2 separate regions of the Mus musculus genome follow, and region 1 is linked to region 2. Evidence: chromatin contacts called from public Micro-C data. All regions are on one chromosome and are shown on one strand. The core of a region is the stretch at or near the end of the contact, and the rest is flanking DNA. Distances in the headings are between cores, read along the strand shown.

What was found. A called contact is a pair of places that touch in the nucleus more often than the background predicts.
Region 1: a contact with region 2 is called in a Micro-C map of brown adipocytes, with 2.4 times the contacts expected there. The contact joins the promoter of Yap1 here to the enhancer-like site in region 2. A contact is called at or near these places in 1 of 39 promoter capture datasets (hippocampal neurons), 12 of 484 Hi-C or Micro-C datasets (the 3T3-L1 cell line, the C2C12 cell line, the HL-1 cell line and 8 more), 4 of 115 datasets of contacts at active chromatin or transcription factors (craniofacial prominence and embryonic stem cells) and 3 of 9 other capture datasets (adipose tissue, liver and pancreatic islet).

What each region holds. Positions count from the first base shown.
Region 1 is chr9:8,002,307-8,006,079 of GRCm38.p6, reverse strand. Yap1 (yes-associated protein 1) reads left to right here and starts at 1,484. Exons shown (of 9, transcript NM_001171147.1): 1 at 1,484-1,965. The coding sequence starts at 1,690.
Region 2 is chr9:7,941,932-7,946,202 of GRCm38.p6, reverse strand. The region is part of intron 6 of Yap1 (yes-associated protein 1); the gene reads left to right. Among named protein-coding and RNA genes, the nearest start is that of Yap1, 61 kb to the left of the region's middle. Within about 2 kb of position 2,007, at least 27 of the 459 cell types and tissues checked have an H3K27ac peak or open chromatin away from gene starts, as enhancers often do. A contact at or near this core is called in adipose tissue, brown adipocytes and uterus, where this site is marked.

The DNA.
Region 1 (3,773 bases), core at 235-2,734, 60 kb before region 2:
TAGCTCATGACTTCAACAAGGGGCTGAGGAGAGGGCCGGTCACTAAAAGTACTGGTTCCTAAGAAGGCTCAGGTTCGAATCCCTGTACCCACGTGGCTGTTCACAACCAGTTGTACTCCAATTCCATGGAATCTAATACCATCTTTTGGACCTCTGTGGAACCAAGGCAAAGACATAAACTCAGGCAAAACACCCAATACAAAATAATTAACTTAAAAAACACGAACAGATTTTTATCATTTTTGGAGTGATTCCAGATAGGCTCCTGATAGATAAAAGACTGACACACAGAGAATCAGGGGCTAAGGTAATCTCCATTGAGGTTCATTTCTTAGTCTACCCTGCATTGTTTACCCTTGTACTAAACACAAGAGGAAAACCCACAATGCTCCATGAGGTTAAACAGTGACTTATGTTTTGAGTTGAAGTTCCCAAAGAAATGTCAAGTTTTGGTGTTAAAAAATTGACTTTTCACTTAAAAAAAAAAAAAGTTTGCTGAGCAAGGTGCCCCACATTTGTTATTTGAGCCCTTTATAGGCTGAGGTAGGGGGAGCAGAAATTTTAAGCTAGCCTCAGTTATGTAGTGAATTGGAGGAAAGCCTTAGCTACATAGGAACCTGACTCAAAACAGCAAAATAGGGTAGTCAACATGAGATGGATGGTTCAGGGTACCTGAGCTCGATTTCTGGGACCCACAACCAAGAAGAAAACAGATCCCACAAATGGTCCTCTGACCTTCACCTGTGCTCACTTGTACATAATTAGAAACACAAAAAGGAAGAAAAAGGAAGGAGAGGGAGAAAGGGGGAGCGGAAGGAAGGAAGAAAGAAAAGAAAAAAAAGAAAAAAGAAAAGAAAAAGGACGAACCTATGAACCTACAAAAACCGGGCTAGCAGAGGCCCTGGCTTGGAATCCTAGCTGTCTGTGGAAGCTGTGGCACAAAGAGTTGGAGGATATCCTTGACTACAGAGTAAAGCCTGTTTAAAACAAAATTTAAAAAGTAATACTGTTTCCTTTTGTAAGGTACTCCCAGTGCAACTCCTGGTTTCCAAGCTTCACTTTGAAATCATTTGCACCCGCCCTCAAGTGTTTTGTTGTTTCTTCTTCAAACTTGGTGGTAAATGGAATCAATGTTAAAACGCGGACCGGATTAACCTTAGTGCGGGTGAACAGTGTGGCCTTTGCATCCACCCTACCAAGCCGGTTGTCCCGATTCCTCGCGGCCTTGGCGTTGCGCGCGGGTCCGGCAGGATCTGCGCCCGCAGCCGAGCGGCTCGGGGCCGGCCGGTGGGTGCGCACGCAGCGCGGTCGCCCCCGGGTCACGTGCGGCCGGGAGTCTGCAGGAATGTAGCGACGCGCAGGGAAAGTTTCCCCGGGGGCCGCGGGCCGCGGATTCGGTGCGGGCGGGCGCGCAGAGGAAGGAAGAGCGTCGAGGAGGCGGAGCCCGCGAGGCGCGCGGGCGGGCGCTCCTCGCAACTTTTTAGTTTGGGCGTCTGGAGCCAAAGTTTCTGTCTCAGTTGGGACGCCGCCGCGGCCGGGGGCAAAGAAAGGGAGGAAGGAAGGAGCTCGCGGAGGGGAGGGGAGGAGAGGGGAGGCGGCCTCGGGCAAGGAGTGCAGGGCGATGCGGGCGCGCGTCGCAGCCCCCCGAACCTGAGCGCAGTGCCCCGAGCGTCGAACGAGGCCGCAGCCATGGAGCCCGCGCAACAGCCGCCGCCCCAGCCGGCCCCGCAAGGCCCCGCGCCGCCGTCCGTGTCTCCGGCCGGGACCCCCGCGGCCCCGCCCGCACCCCCGGCCGGCCACCAGGTCGTGCACGTCCGCGGGGACTCGGAGACCGACTTGGAGGCGCTCTTCAATGCCGTCATGAACCCCAAGACGGCCAACGTGCCTCAGACCGTGCCCATGCGGCTTCGCAAGCTGCCCGACTCCTTCTTCAAGCCGCCTGAGCCCAAGTCCCACTCGCGACAGGTAAGGGTATCCCGGGGGCGCGGGGCCGCGTGGGGGTGCGGTGCTGGGGGTTGTTTTCGCGGAGTTGGCCGCAGGGGGGGTGCACAATGCGCGCGCCTCCGCTCCGCACCTTCGCTCTGACGAGGGGGAGGGGAGGAGGGGGAGGGGGCCGGCGTCTTGTGCGGGACCCCAGCCGGGGGTACCCGATCTCCCCTTCCCGCGCCACTGCAGTCTCCGGTGGAGCTGTGTTAACTGCCCTCTTGTTTTCGCGTGCCGGTGAGGGGTGGGGGTTGAACTGGTCCATTGAGTTTCTGGTTCCTTCTCCCGGTCCCCTCCCCCTCCCTCTCCCGAAAGCTTTTCTGTTCTCGCGGCCCAGGCGCTCTCCGGATGCAGGGTTCGGGCTCCCCAGCCCGAGCGAAGCTCCCTCGACCCCCCACTCGCCTCCGCCGTGCCCTGGAACTCGCGCGGGCGGGATCCTTTCACACTCGGTGGGCTCACGTGTCCTTTTCCTAAATCGTAACCTATTATTTACTGTTCGGCCCGAAAGCTTTTAAATGAGCCACGTCTGTGTGTTGCGCAGGAGCTCGGCTGCGCTCACGGTGCAGAGGTTTCTGCGCCGGCCTTTGATAGCGCGTTGCAGGTTGACTCATAGGCCGAGTTCTGCCCGGCTCAACTGTGATTAAAGGTAATGTTTGGGAAGCAATGACTAATTCCAAGCTCGCCATTGCTCTTTAACTGACTGCGGATGTGAACATGGCTGCTTATCCGTATCCACGACGCCTGGTTATTTTCCCAACTGGATCCAGCACAGAAGTGAAACCGTTTCAAAGTATTAACATTCCGATAGGTCCTGGTAGATTTCTTTAGTGTCGCTCCCCCCGCTTTTAATTACTTAATTTTTAAAGAACTTGCTTTAGGCTAAAGCAGCACAGGAACTTTGCCCAAAACTTAATTGGTTTTCCAAACACTGCCATGTCGTTAGCCCACTCGGGCTGTAACTTGAGTGGAAAGAAGAGTTGCCGCCCCCACTCCAGCCCCCCCTCCTAGGCAGGCTTGTTGTAGAACGGGGTTTTTGAAGCTTCGAAAATCTCGATTAACCTCCCTACAAAAAGCCTCTTAAGAAGGAAGGAAAAGTTATCTAGCTGCTCGGCTAAATAAACTCTTAATTTGTAACAACAGTAGACCTAGATACTATTTGCTCCCTCCCCCACAAGTGAGTTTCTGTACTCGCTGAACTAAACGTATGTGACATGCAATCGAGAAACCGCTGGGGCAACTTTGAAGGAATACACAGATTGAACGCTCCATTTTGTAGCACTTAGAAGTCAGAAGGAATGAACCCGGGAAAGTGTACTTGTAATACTGGCTTCCACTGGGCCGTTCGTGGGTACATTTGCATTCTCTCTAAGCGTTTTAAGAGAGCTGTTCGTCAATAAATTTACCTTTTCTGTGCGCTAATGGTTTCCTAAAATTCAATCTATCTGGAAACTCAAAAACGGGGTTTTCCTATGGGGCTTTAAATGACTGCTGGGTCTTTTCAGTTTCCTTATCAACATAAATCTAGAAAAACGTTTTGAGAAACCCTAATTCCAATAAAAGGATTGGACTGTGAATGGTATGTATCAGAGTTAGTAAATAATCATCCACAGGCCCCTGCCTGAGAAGTCTTCTAGCCCTATATCCTCTCGCTTGGAAAAGCTCATTTACACACAAGTTTATTCCTGACCCCTGTCTTAACACTGGTCTGATTGGACCCAAATTTGAATCATTGGGGTCTTTGCAGATTTTTCTTTTGTCCCTCACCCAGCTATTATAAGTGTGTGAATCCA
Region 2 (4,271 bases), core at 758-3,257:
CATGTAAAAATAATTGCCAAAGACATTTCTTTCTTGAAAATTTAGTAGCAAAGAATTTGACTTCCCCCAACTCAAAACTGTCTTCCAAGTTAACGGACATCAGAAATCATAATTTACAATTCTTTAACACTTTCTTCAACATTATCTCTTTTCTCTTGGAATTCCTAATTTTTCATAAATCCTAGGTTTATTTAATTAGTTCAGGGCCAGCCTGGTCTACATGGTGAATTCCAAGCCATTCAGGGCTACATAGTAAGACAATGGTATTGCAGAGTAGTTACCCTTACACCCTGTACACTGCTAATAGTTTACATCTTTGATTTACTAACTAAAATTCTCTTGAGGAAGTGATGCCATAAAGAGCTTTCTGGTTTTTTCTTGTTTGGCTTTTGCTTTTTAAGTTCTGAGTCAAAAAAGACCAAACTCTAGAAATCTGTCAGAAACAGCCCAATTTAATATGTTTATTTTAGAAATAATGAAGAACTTTATGACTTAAAGGTGAGTTGCGAAATGAGACAAATACGACCCTGGTCTGTCTTGGTTTAGTTTTTGAATCAGGGTTGACCTTGAACTTGGATCACCACCATACCTGGCTAAGACCTTGAACAATTGCAGCTTATAAATTGTTGGTTTAGCCGGGCAGTGGTGGCCCATGCCTTTAATCCCAGCACTTGGGAGGCAAAGACAGGCAGATTTCTGAGTTCAAGGACAACCAGGGCTACACAGAGAAACCCTGTCTGAAAAAAACCAAAAAACTACCAACAACAGAATTGTGGTCCAGACAGCTATCACCAAGACAGACTGTTTATACGAATATGTATTTGGGGAGTTAATTTTTCATTTCCTACGTTTAAGTTTTCCCTTCACAAAGGTGACCCTCCTTAAACAGATGATTGTCAACTTGCCCGTGCCTGTATCCTAAAGCACATGTTTTTCACATAGCTCAGGACTGCTGAAGTCGACTGACTTGGCTGCACCCACCGTTGGCTACCCTTAGCATTTGCATATGCAGCAAATAGGATTCAGTAAAGTTAAACCTGTTTGTTGCTGGCTTCAAGAAATTGTCAAAAGCTAGAGTAGTGATCAGTTGTTGAGTGTTTTCCACATAAATGATGGGGGAGTGGATTTTTGCATAAATAATGCAGTTTCCCTGGCTGGCTGGCTGGCTGGCTGGCTGGCTGGCTGGCTTTCTTCCTTTCTTCCTTCCTTCCTTCCTTCCTTCCTTCCTTCCTTCCTTCCTTTCTTTCTTTCTTTCTTTCTTTCTTTCTTTCTTTCTTTCTTTCTTTTTTTTGTCATATTTTGTTTTTTGTGGTCCAGCCTGGCCTTGCACTAGAAGTAGTCCTTTTTCCTCTACCCCCCACTAATAATTACAGTCACACACCTGGCTTCCTGCCTACTCACCTCTTTCTTAGTCATGTCTTGGGCATTCGTTGAGAACAGCTTCTCTTCCTATATAAATCAACCTGCATGCATGTGAGCACCATTGTGCACACTCACGTGCACCCTGAACCCTGTGTCAGATGTCACTTGGAGCCAAGGTTGCTACAGGGTTTCCTGTTTCTTAGTCTGTGTGCATGTTTTTTCAGCAAACAACACTATGCTACGGCATGTGACAGTTACACTTAATGAACAGAAAGCATTCTACATGTTGTCAGAGCCTTTGAGAAGGCTTTGGGCAGTTCTCAATACATGAGTGGAAGAGTGGGGGTGCACCCTACTCCATCAGTCAGCTACTGAAGGAGGGTGAGCATGAAATTAGAGCTGACTTTTCAAAAGATCACCTGTAAGCTGTCCTATCATAACGATTGTTGCTTGGGCTGTAGCTTCATTGGTTCAGCGTTTGCCTCTCTCCAGTTTGGTCCTCAGCACAGAAATCCATCCATGGTCCTTTAACTGGGTCAGTGTGGGTAGCTGCTACAACTTAAGCCTGGGACATAATTGGATGGTCTACAGGAGTGATATCACCCGAAGCATTAGATGTTGCAAGTTGCTCTGTCTCCAAGGAACGTGGAATTATTTCATCTTGAACACAGTGCCTAAAATTAGACTACTGAGCTAAAAATACAAGCTTGTTAAACTTCTCTTTTCCCAAAGGTAGTTGGAAAAGTTTGAAAGTCTTTCAAAAATGGGGAAGTAAGCAAGTCAGAAGAAATTTGGCCAGAGTCAGGTCAGGCTTCTGCCCTGTGTCAGAGGTCAAATAGTTCTTCTACTAGAGTATTTGACTTTTTCTAAATCAAGTAAGTATTTTTAGCGCATTTTCTTCTGTAATAATTCAAACATGCAGTAGCTTTTCCCAGTGAGCCTGTGAATCTCAGCTAATCTGGGACATGTTTAGAGCCCTGCCCTGTGAGTAAAGTCAGTGGTCCCAGCCTGATGGCGAGGGAGCTTTCCATGGTGGCTGATACGGAAGATGGCGCTGCCTGCTTTCCAGGATGAAGTTGAGTTTCCTGCCCCTGACTTCAGTGTCATTTTTTACAGTGCATGGCTGGCAAGTGTGAAGTACTAGATTTGATCCTTAATACAGCCTGGAAAGAAGGGAAAGCCATTGATCTGTGGCTCCGTATTAAATATGATGTCATCTTTTAAAAATGAAAGATAAACACTGTGGCAACAGTCAGAAATTGAAGAGGACAGAGATTAGACTAGTTCTAGGGTTTGTATCTGACTGTTAAAACAAGGCTGTTAGAGCCTGGGCTTTAGGGCTTGAAATCCTTCTGCTTCAACCTTCCGGGTGCTAGAATTACAGGTGTGCATCGTCATGGCACCTGGCTTAGGTCTACATAGGGGTGTGTGATTGTATACACTAAATAAAAGGGTAAGTACCATGTGTGTTTGTTCATATAAAATTTGATTTAACTAAATTGTGTTAAGAGAATGGCGGGGGGGGGGGGTATGGGGGACTTTTGAGATAGCATTGGAAATGTAAATGAAGAAAATACCTAAATAAAATACAATAAAAAAATTAAAAAAAAAGAATGGCAGGAAGCCCAGAACCTTCTTTTCTGAGGACAGGAGAGAAGGCAGCAGCAGAAGAAACCAAGGCTGGTTCTATAGCTAGAACAATAACAGACGTGTGTGTGCGATCACCTGCCAGGTGATGCTGGAACATGCCTTTAATACCAGTACTCAAGAGGCAGAGGTAGGTGAGTTTTGGGCTAGCCTGGTCTACAGAGAGTTCCAGGGCAGCCGGGGTTGGGGTGGGCAAGGGCTGACAAACAGAAGAAGGCGTGGACCTGCCTGAGTCAAAGCAAGGAATGAACAAGAAGCAGATGTCTCAATGTGAATTCTCAAAACTATTTAAGGTGCCGCTCAGTCAGTTCTGTTTTCCAGGTTTCAGATTTCAGCCAGTTTACCTTGCCTTGAGTATAATGCCTATCATCTGTGTGCGCGCAGGACGGATGTCTTATGATCTTTCTTGCAAATCATTGCCAGCCCTGTCGCCCAGAGTACTGTCTCTTGCTCTTATTGATCCCATCAAGGTCGGGGTAGCTGGATTTTGATCATGGCTCAGGGACCCTTCTGGTGGCTCCTTGGGTGACTAGGAATGAACAGCTGCCTTCATATCTCTAAGTTGCCTTTCTTGGTGACTCTAGACCGCTGGATCTGCGGCATCTGCCTGTGGGAGAAACTGAATTGTTAAATGAGTCCGGAAGTGGGGGCTCAGCAGTTAGGAGCACTGGTTGCAATTAGAACCTGGATTTCCCAGCATCCATATATATATATATATATATATATATATATATATATATATATATGTATATATATATATATATATATGTATATATATATATATGTATATATATATGTATATATATATATATATATATATGTATATATATACATATATATATATATGTATGGTAGAGCATAGCTGTCTATAACTTTAGTTCTAGAGGGTCCTACACCCTTAAACATACAAGCAAAACACCAGTGTGCATGAGATAAAAAGAAATTAAAAAGGTAGACCAGTAAAAGCAGAAGAGCATCAGAATTCAGAGCAGCAAAAACACAGATACTTTGAGACAATTTCTCTGGAACTCATTCTTGTAGACCAGGCTGACCTGCCTCAGCCGGCCTGCCTCTGCTTCTGCCTCTGCTGAGTGCTGAATTAAAAGTACAAGTGCTCACTACAACCTACAGAGGGCTGCTACTAGTTTTAACCCATTCAGTAACCTTGGAAAAGTACAATCTTCAAAAGAGCCAAGATAAAATATTGTTAAAATATGAAGATTCAGCACACTACAGTTATTTCTATTAACTGTTTGTCAGCT